2 separate regions of the Gossypium hirsutum genome follow, and region 2 is linked to region 1. A link is a contact called in public Hi-C data. All regions are on one chromosome and are shown on one strand. Each heading gives the region's core, a stretch centred on a gene start, on an enhancer-like site or on the middle of the called end of the contact. The rest is flanking DNA. Distances are from core to core; before and after follow the strand shown. Region 1 holds the start of LOC107942303 (homeobox protein knotted-1-like 3). Region 2 has its middle 19 kb from the start of LOC107962917.

Region 1 (3,490 bases), core at 542-3,041:
GGTATACTGCACTGGATTTTTTAAACTCCAAGTAGTGTCAAGAGGTTGGTAAGTGTCTTACAAGAGTATAGTATAATTTTTAAAAATAAATATTAAAAAAACACATGTCAATTTTTTAGAGCTACTTATGGAATAAAAAAATACATTGCTGGTGTATCAGATACTAACCCACATATAAATGACACATGATAGTTTTTTAATCTCGTTTTTAAAGCTAAAAAAACTCCACCACCTGTGTATCAAATAATAAATCTTAAATACTATGCAAAATTTAATTTTTGGTTCCTCTACAATGCTAAAATTTAGGATTTTTGTATTTGTACTTTTATTCAGTATAATTTTATTTAATTATATTTATAATATTTAGGTAGTTCATATTGTTAACATTATCAATATTTTGTTGTACTGCCTGTGTATCAAAATTTGTGATCTTTCCCCTGTACTTTTATAGTTAAAATTCAATCCTCCTACTTGTACTATTTGAGAATCCTAGTTCAATCATTATTATTGTTGATAGTTTTTGTCAAAGTTTGTTAACATGTTTATTTTTCGTCAATGATATATCACATCTTATGAAGGCAACGTAACTACTATGTCAAATTGACAAATTTTAACAAAGAATAGTAACAAAGTTAATGTTGGACTAAGATGTTTAAATTAGAAGAGTCAGACTTAATAACTTTTTAAATATAGGAACTAAATTTCAAATTTTATCAAAATATAGGGACTAATAACATATCTAAACATATTTAAAAAAAATCAAAGTCAATTAACATAATCCAATAAAATTTACATTATAACAAGATGATTATAACATTTTAAAAGTAGAAGTATCAAAACATGTCAATTTGAATTACATTTTAAAAGTAGAAGGACCAAAACATCTAATTTAAATTATAGAAATTAAATTTTAAATTTAAAACTTAATAAAAATATCAAAATCATGGTTTAATCTACCAGTTGAGCCTATGCTATAGTGACAAATGATTTAAAAATATATATTCAAAGTTACCTAAATGCTATAACTACTATGACATTTTTGAATGTGTTGGAGATTATAAAACATTTCCTAATAAAACAAGAAATACTGGCTTTCAATTATTGATCTCCAACCAATCTTTTATAAAAGGATAAAGTAACAAAAAAATTTGGATTTTGTAAAGATATGTTTGTATAATACTACAAAATTTATATCCTTTTAATAGCACATCGTCATACTTTTAACTAAATTCAAGTTCGTGGAATAAATTGAGAAAAATTGTCAAGTTTGAGACTAATGTAGAGCAAAAGAAATTTTAAAACCAAGGTGAAAAAGATTACAAAATTTACTTTATCCATTTTATATAGTTATTTTGAATAATCAGTACATATATCTACTTACTTTAGAGACTAATTGTTGAACTTTTGGTTCAAAGTATTGCATATTGTGAATTTAATTTGATCAATTTTAGTCTTCATGTTTTTCGAAATTCAAAATTTTAATCGTAATCCAAAAGGTAATAGTTAAATTCCGCGTTTAGTCTTGTGCAATGCGTAAAGTCGTAGATCGTTCTTAGTCATTATATTTTTCAAACTTTGAAATTTTTCGTTTTGACACAAATGTGGCCGTTAAATCTATTGACTCATATTTCTATAAGTAATATATGGAAATAAAATAGAAAATTTTAATAAATTTAATTTGAAAATTACAAAGGTATGAAATCAACGTAGAACCTAGGCATATAACAAAATCTAACCTCAATATTACAACAGCAAAGAGTTTAATATTTAAATTAATAGGAACCCAACCTTAAAATTGTCACAAATCAACACAGGGACACTTTAGTTTTGGCCTCTAATGCATAAAAAAGGTCTCGGTCCCCCTCACCTCCTTCCACCATTTTTCATAATAGAGATTAAAATAAGGAAAAAATGAAAAGAGTGGCCTCTCATTACATAAGCAAGATTTCTTGACCTGAAAATAGCTTCTCCTTCAAAACCATACTTTTCCAATTCTCTCAAAACTCTCCCATCAAACACGTTTCTTACAGTAACTCAGTACTCGTAATAATTTCTTACCTTTTTCACTTATGCTTCAATAATACAAATTTCTCTATAAAAACAACCATGAATCCATAATCATCCAGGCGCAGTCGATTTGGCTACATTCATGTCGTTTCACCACAACCACCTTTCCTCCCAAGACCTTCCTCTCCATCCTCACTTCGCCGACCACCACCACCACCAACGACAACCGGCGCAATTTCCGGAAACCGGCGGTCCCAATTGGTTAAACGCCGCCCTCCTCCGTTCGGAGCAGACTCAGCCACCACCGCAGCCCCACGGTGATCATTTTTCTGATCACCCGAGCTTCCTCAACCTTCATATTGCGGAAACTGTTTCAGACTCCACCGCCGCGGGTCACCAAGCCCCGAACCGGTGGCTATCGCGCTCGTCGTCTTCGCTTCTTCAACGCAACCACAGCGATGTCATCGAAGACGTGGCGGCCACCGCAGCAGCAGCAGCAGGAGGTGGTGGTGGGGACTCCATGGTCGCCGTGGAATCTGGGGAATTGAAGAACAGCAACAGCGAGACCATGAACAAGAGCGAAGGCGTCGTGGTGCAAAGCGGAGGAGATGCGGCGGTGAATTGGCAAAATACGAGGTGCAAGGCAGAGATATTAGCCCACCCTTTGTACGAGCAGCTACTGTCGGCGCACGTGTCGTGTCTTAGGATCGCCACGCCGGTGGACCAGCTCCCGAGGATTGACGCTCAGCTGGATCAGTCGCAGCACGTGGTGGCCAAGTACTCCGCTCTCGGCGGCGCAGCCCAGGGCTTGGTTGCGGACGACAAAGAACTCGATCAGTTCATGGTAAGCTACTACTACACAAATTGCTAATTTATTCCCAGTGGCAAATGAAAAAGAATTTAATTGCCTTTCTCGGTTTTAAAAGTTATGAACTTTTTATTGCTCTTTTGGAAAACATTTGTGATTAATCACCCACTAGAATCAGGTTTATTTTATTTTTTAAAATTACCAACAAAAGATTGATGAGAATTTTTAAGAGAAGATTTATTTCATCGTCCAATTTTATAAAATAAATTATTTTAGTTTTTTTTCTCAATTCTAATTCTGGTGATTCACATGTATATCTTAGACTTTTAATTTTTTTCATTCGTTCATTTTTAGAATGATTTATAAAATTAAAATTTAAAAGAGACAAAAAATGGACTAAAATAATTTCTTATAAAATTAGAAGACCAAATAAATAAGTATTCCTCTTTAAAATATTAAGTTGCTTTTCACAATTTTGGGCGCCAGCCCCTGAATGGAACATTTTTTTAATTAATTGTTTTCTAATGTTGTCTTGAATTTTGTTGCTAAACTTGAGGATAATGGCGTTTTCATCACTCAATTTTGAGGATTAAAGTGAAGCAGCGTTTCCATTTATATTAGTTTTTGGGTTAATTTCTCTAAACATCTAAAACTATGATTCAAATTTTAAAATGT
Region 2 (3,490 bases), core at 647-3,146, 73 kb before region 1:
CAACATAAAAATTTACCTATAATTTAATAACTAACAGTGTAGTTTACCCTAAAAAAACATGGGTTTAATTTGAAGCCTATATCAAATGTTAATCCTTAAATTTAATGTCATAAGTCAACTCGATATTTAATTTTTCATAATTAGATTTTTAATATTGAATTTTTCTTTCACCAACATGATAACTTTTTGACATGCTATAGACAAATGACAAGATCATGATAAATGATTGAGTTCATTTACTATTTTTAATATGATGTGTTTACCTATGTAATTTCTTTTTACTCACAATTTAAACTAAATTTTTCCTTTTTTTAAAAACAAATTTCATACATATTACATGTGTTATTATTAGTTCCAGAACATACATTTTATTATTTGTTATATGTTATTTTTAAATACATACTTATATTATAAATATGTGATTTCTCCATGCATACGTGTACAATAGGTATACTAGTTTATGTTAAGTCCATGATTGAATTGGTGCAATAAGTTAACTAAACATCAACTCAGTTAATAAATTATTAAAATACCATTTATATAAGTTATATTGTTATAAGGGTGTTTTTGTTTTTCTACTTTTTTTATACACGTAAGCAATAAAACTCAATCATAATAATAAAATTTGATCTCATGACATAATCTTGTACCTCTCATCAAAGTCTGACACTTGAAATCTATCGATATTGTATTGAAACTAGAAAAAAAAATAAAACTAATTAAAATTAATTATTAGGAAAGTTTGATAATATAAATGGACTATTTATGATATTTGCCCATTTTTAATTCTAAACAATATTATTCTACCATTTTACTAATTAATCTACAACCTCAATTGTTTTGCTAATTAATCTTTTTTATTTCATATATATATATATATATATATAGAAAAAAATCTCAGTTGTCTAGTGTATTTTTATTAAATATTATTTTTCTAATATAAGTTTTTTTCCTTTTTCAAAGTTTAAACATAATGCAAGAACACAAACAGGTTTTCTAATTATGTTGTTGTTTGTGGAGTTTAATATCTTAATTAAATTTAAATGGTATTCAATAAAAAAATATTTTTCTAATAATTTTGTTATATACAATTTTTATTGCAATCTATTTTAACATGAATTTAACTTAGTATAAAATTAAATTTAACCCAATTTAATTTTATTATAAAGAGTCAATAATTCGAAACAATTTAATCTAAATTTAAAAATTGATCAATCCCCCAAAAATAATTTGAACTCAAAATACTTAAAACTCGAAATAATTTAAACAAAAACTAACGAAATCACAATGACCTAAACAAATAATTTAAAATGACTTAATCCCAAAGCGGTCAAAACTTCGGGTGTGTTTAGTATTACTTCTAAGAAGCATTTTTGAGACAAAAGCATTCTTAAACAAGTTACTTTTTGAGAAAAAAAAAGTACTTCTCATAAATAAAAAAAAATTAGTCTAAAAGCATTTTTTTGAGAAATTGAAAATTTTTGTTTCTCTTTAAAAATATTTTTTTCCAAAAATACTTTTAAGAAACATTTTTAAACTAAGCCTTAAAAAAACTCAAATAAAAAACTCAAGCTTCAAATTCGAAGGACCCAAACTTAGAACAACTCTAAATCATTCGTTACCCAAATCCAAAATTAATCAAAAATAAATTTAAAACCTAAATTTATTAGATCCAAAACATCTCAACTTACTTAATTAGATAAAATTCTCACTATTATTTATTGATTGTTTTTATTTCTGAAATAAATTTATTGTTTTTTAAATTTGTATATTTTTAGGAAGGATTTTATTTGATTATCGAAATTACTAGAACATCATTACCATAAAGCGTGTGGGTCCATGCAAGTGATTGACAATGGATAAGCGTGACGACTTCCTATTGGTTGATGTTGACTGCCACGTCATTTCTGCGTTAAGGATGCTCCACGATACCTAGGCCGGGTTGCACCTGACTCTTTAGGTTTCGACACGTGTTCGTTAATAAACCATTCACTAACTATTCGGACAGCTTGATGTTGTCCCGAAAGTTTCACTCCTCCAAAAGTTTTTTCTTGGGTTAATATGTTTTCTGGTACCTGTTTTTGGTTATAATGTTCAATTTGATACACGAGTTTTTTCCCAATTTAGCACCCGAGTTTGGCTTAATGTTCAACTTGTTACTTGAGTTTTTCTTTGTCCCAATTAATCACCTGAGTTTCACTTCAATATTCAATTTTGATACCTGAGTTTTTTTTTGTCCTAATTAAGTACATATGATATTTTTATTGGAGCATACTATCAAATGTTAATTGGCTACATAATGATATTTGGTCTGGATATTAAATTGAGTATTGAAGCTAAACTTAGGTACCAAATAATATATTGAACCTTTTTTCTTTTGTCTTATACTTTTTCGTAATTATATTGGATCTCAATTAAATTTGTAAGTCAAATGCTAAAAGTGAGGCAAACCCTTTAAATTTTAAAATCCACAAGTTTCAAACTTGATATTTTACTTAAGAGGCATCAAACCCTTATCACTTGGTCATTGTTCAATGTCTTGTATAAACCATGTGCAATGCTTTCTTTTCAATGATAAAATAAGAAATAAAAAAATGTCAATGAGATCTTGACGATGTTAACAAAAGTTGAGATTTTAAGTGATTAGGTTTGAGTTTCACACTGCGTAAATTATGTATGGACTTTTTATATGTTGTCCAAAGTTATTTTGATCCAATGTAAGTTATAGTTATGTTTGTGTTATACTTTGTAATATTTAATTCTACCTATAGGTTATTTAGATGTATAAACTTTGTAGTTCATACCCTTATACAATTTGATGTAATCACCCTAGGAATTATAATTAACTACACTTGATGTTATAAATTTTAAAACTATACATTAACTTTAATTAAACGGATAATGATACACAAGTTTAGATTTTTGTGCGAATATAAAAATACATTTTTGTTTAGTTTTTTGAAGTCACTGACAACCAATGTGCAATGTTTTAAATATAAATTTAAAAAAAATAGATTTATATATATTATAAATGTGTATAATTAAATCACAATAAAACTTTCATACGTATAATTGAATAAAAAAGAAGAGGTTTATGCGTATAATTGACCTAAATTAATGTTCATATATGAACATTGCACGTTAAGTTAAAGTTCATATATAATTTTAATATTTATTTCTATAATATATAAAAAGTTGAAGTATAAGGAAGAAGGGTTCTCAGGATGAGTTAAAATTATTAATAATTCCCATAGTACCATCACAAATAATACATGTCCAAATAAATATAATTAGAATCAATTTAATATAAAACACAATCAAACTAAAAATTAGAATAAACCTAGATAGAGACCATATATAATGGCATTGAAATCCAAAATAAATCTTAAAAAATTATGAATGATATCTACGTATGACAAGATTCAAAACTAAACGCTCAAAGTCCTAAACCCTTAACATTTATCAACACTATCGAGATATCATTCACTAT

The links. Hi-C and Micro-C count contacts between places; a contact is called where the count stands out from the background.
Region 2: a Hi-C map of leaf shows a contact between it and region 1, with 3 times the contacts expected there. The contact joins the enhancer-like site here to the promoter of LOC107942303 in region 1. A contact is called at or near these places in 22 of 34 Hi-C or Micro-C datasets (anther, callus, fibers and 5 more).

The regions. Positions count from the first base shown.
Region 1 is chrD06:23,991,629-23,995,118 of Gossypium_hirsutum_v2.1, reverse strand. It overlaps LOC107942303 (homeobox protein knotted-1-like 3), which reads left to right and starts at 1,791. Exons shown (of 6, transcript XM_016875950.2): 1 at 1,791-2,851. The coding sequence starts at 2,150.
Region 2 is chrD06:24,065,072-24,068,561 of Gossypium_hirsutum_v2.1, reverse strand. No RefSeq gene overlaps it. Among protein-coding and RNA genes, the nearest start is that of LOC107962917, 19 kb to the left of the region's middle. Within about 2 kb of position 1,896, at least 4 of the 9 cell types and tissues checked have an H3K27ac peak or open chromatin away from gene starts, as enhancers often do. A contact at or near this core is called in hypocotyl and leaf, where this site is marked.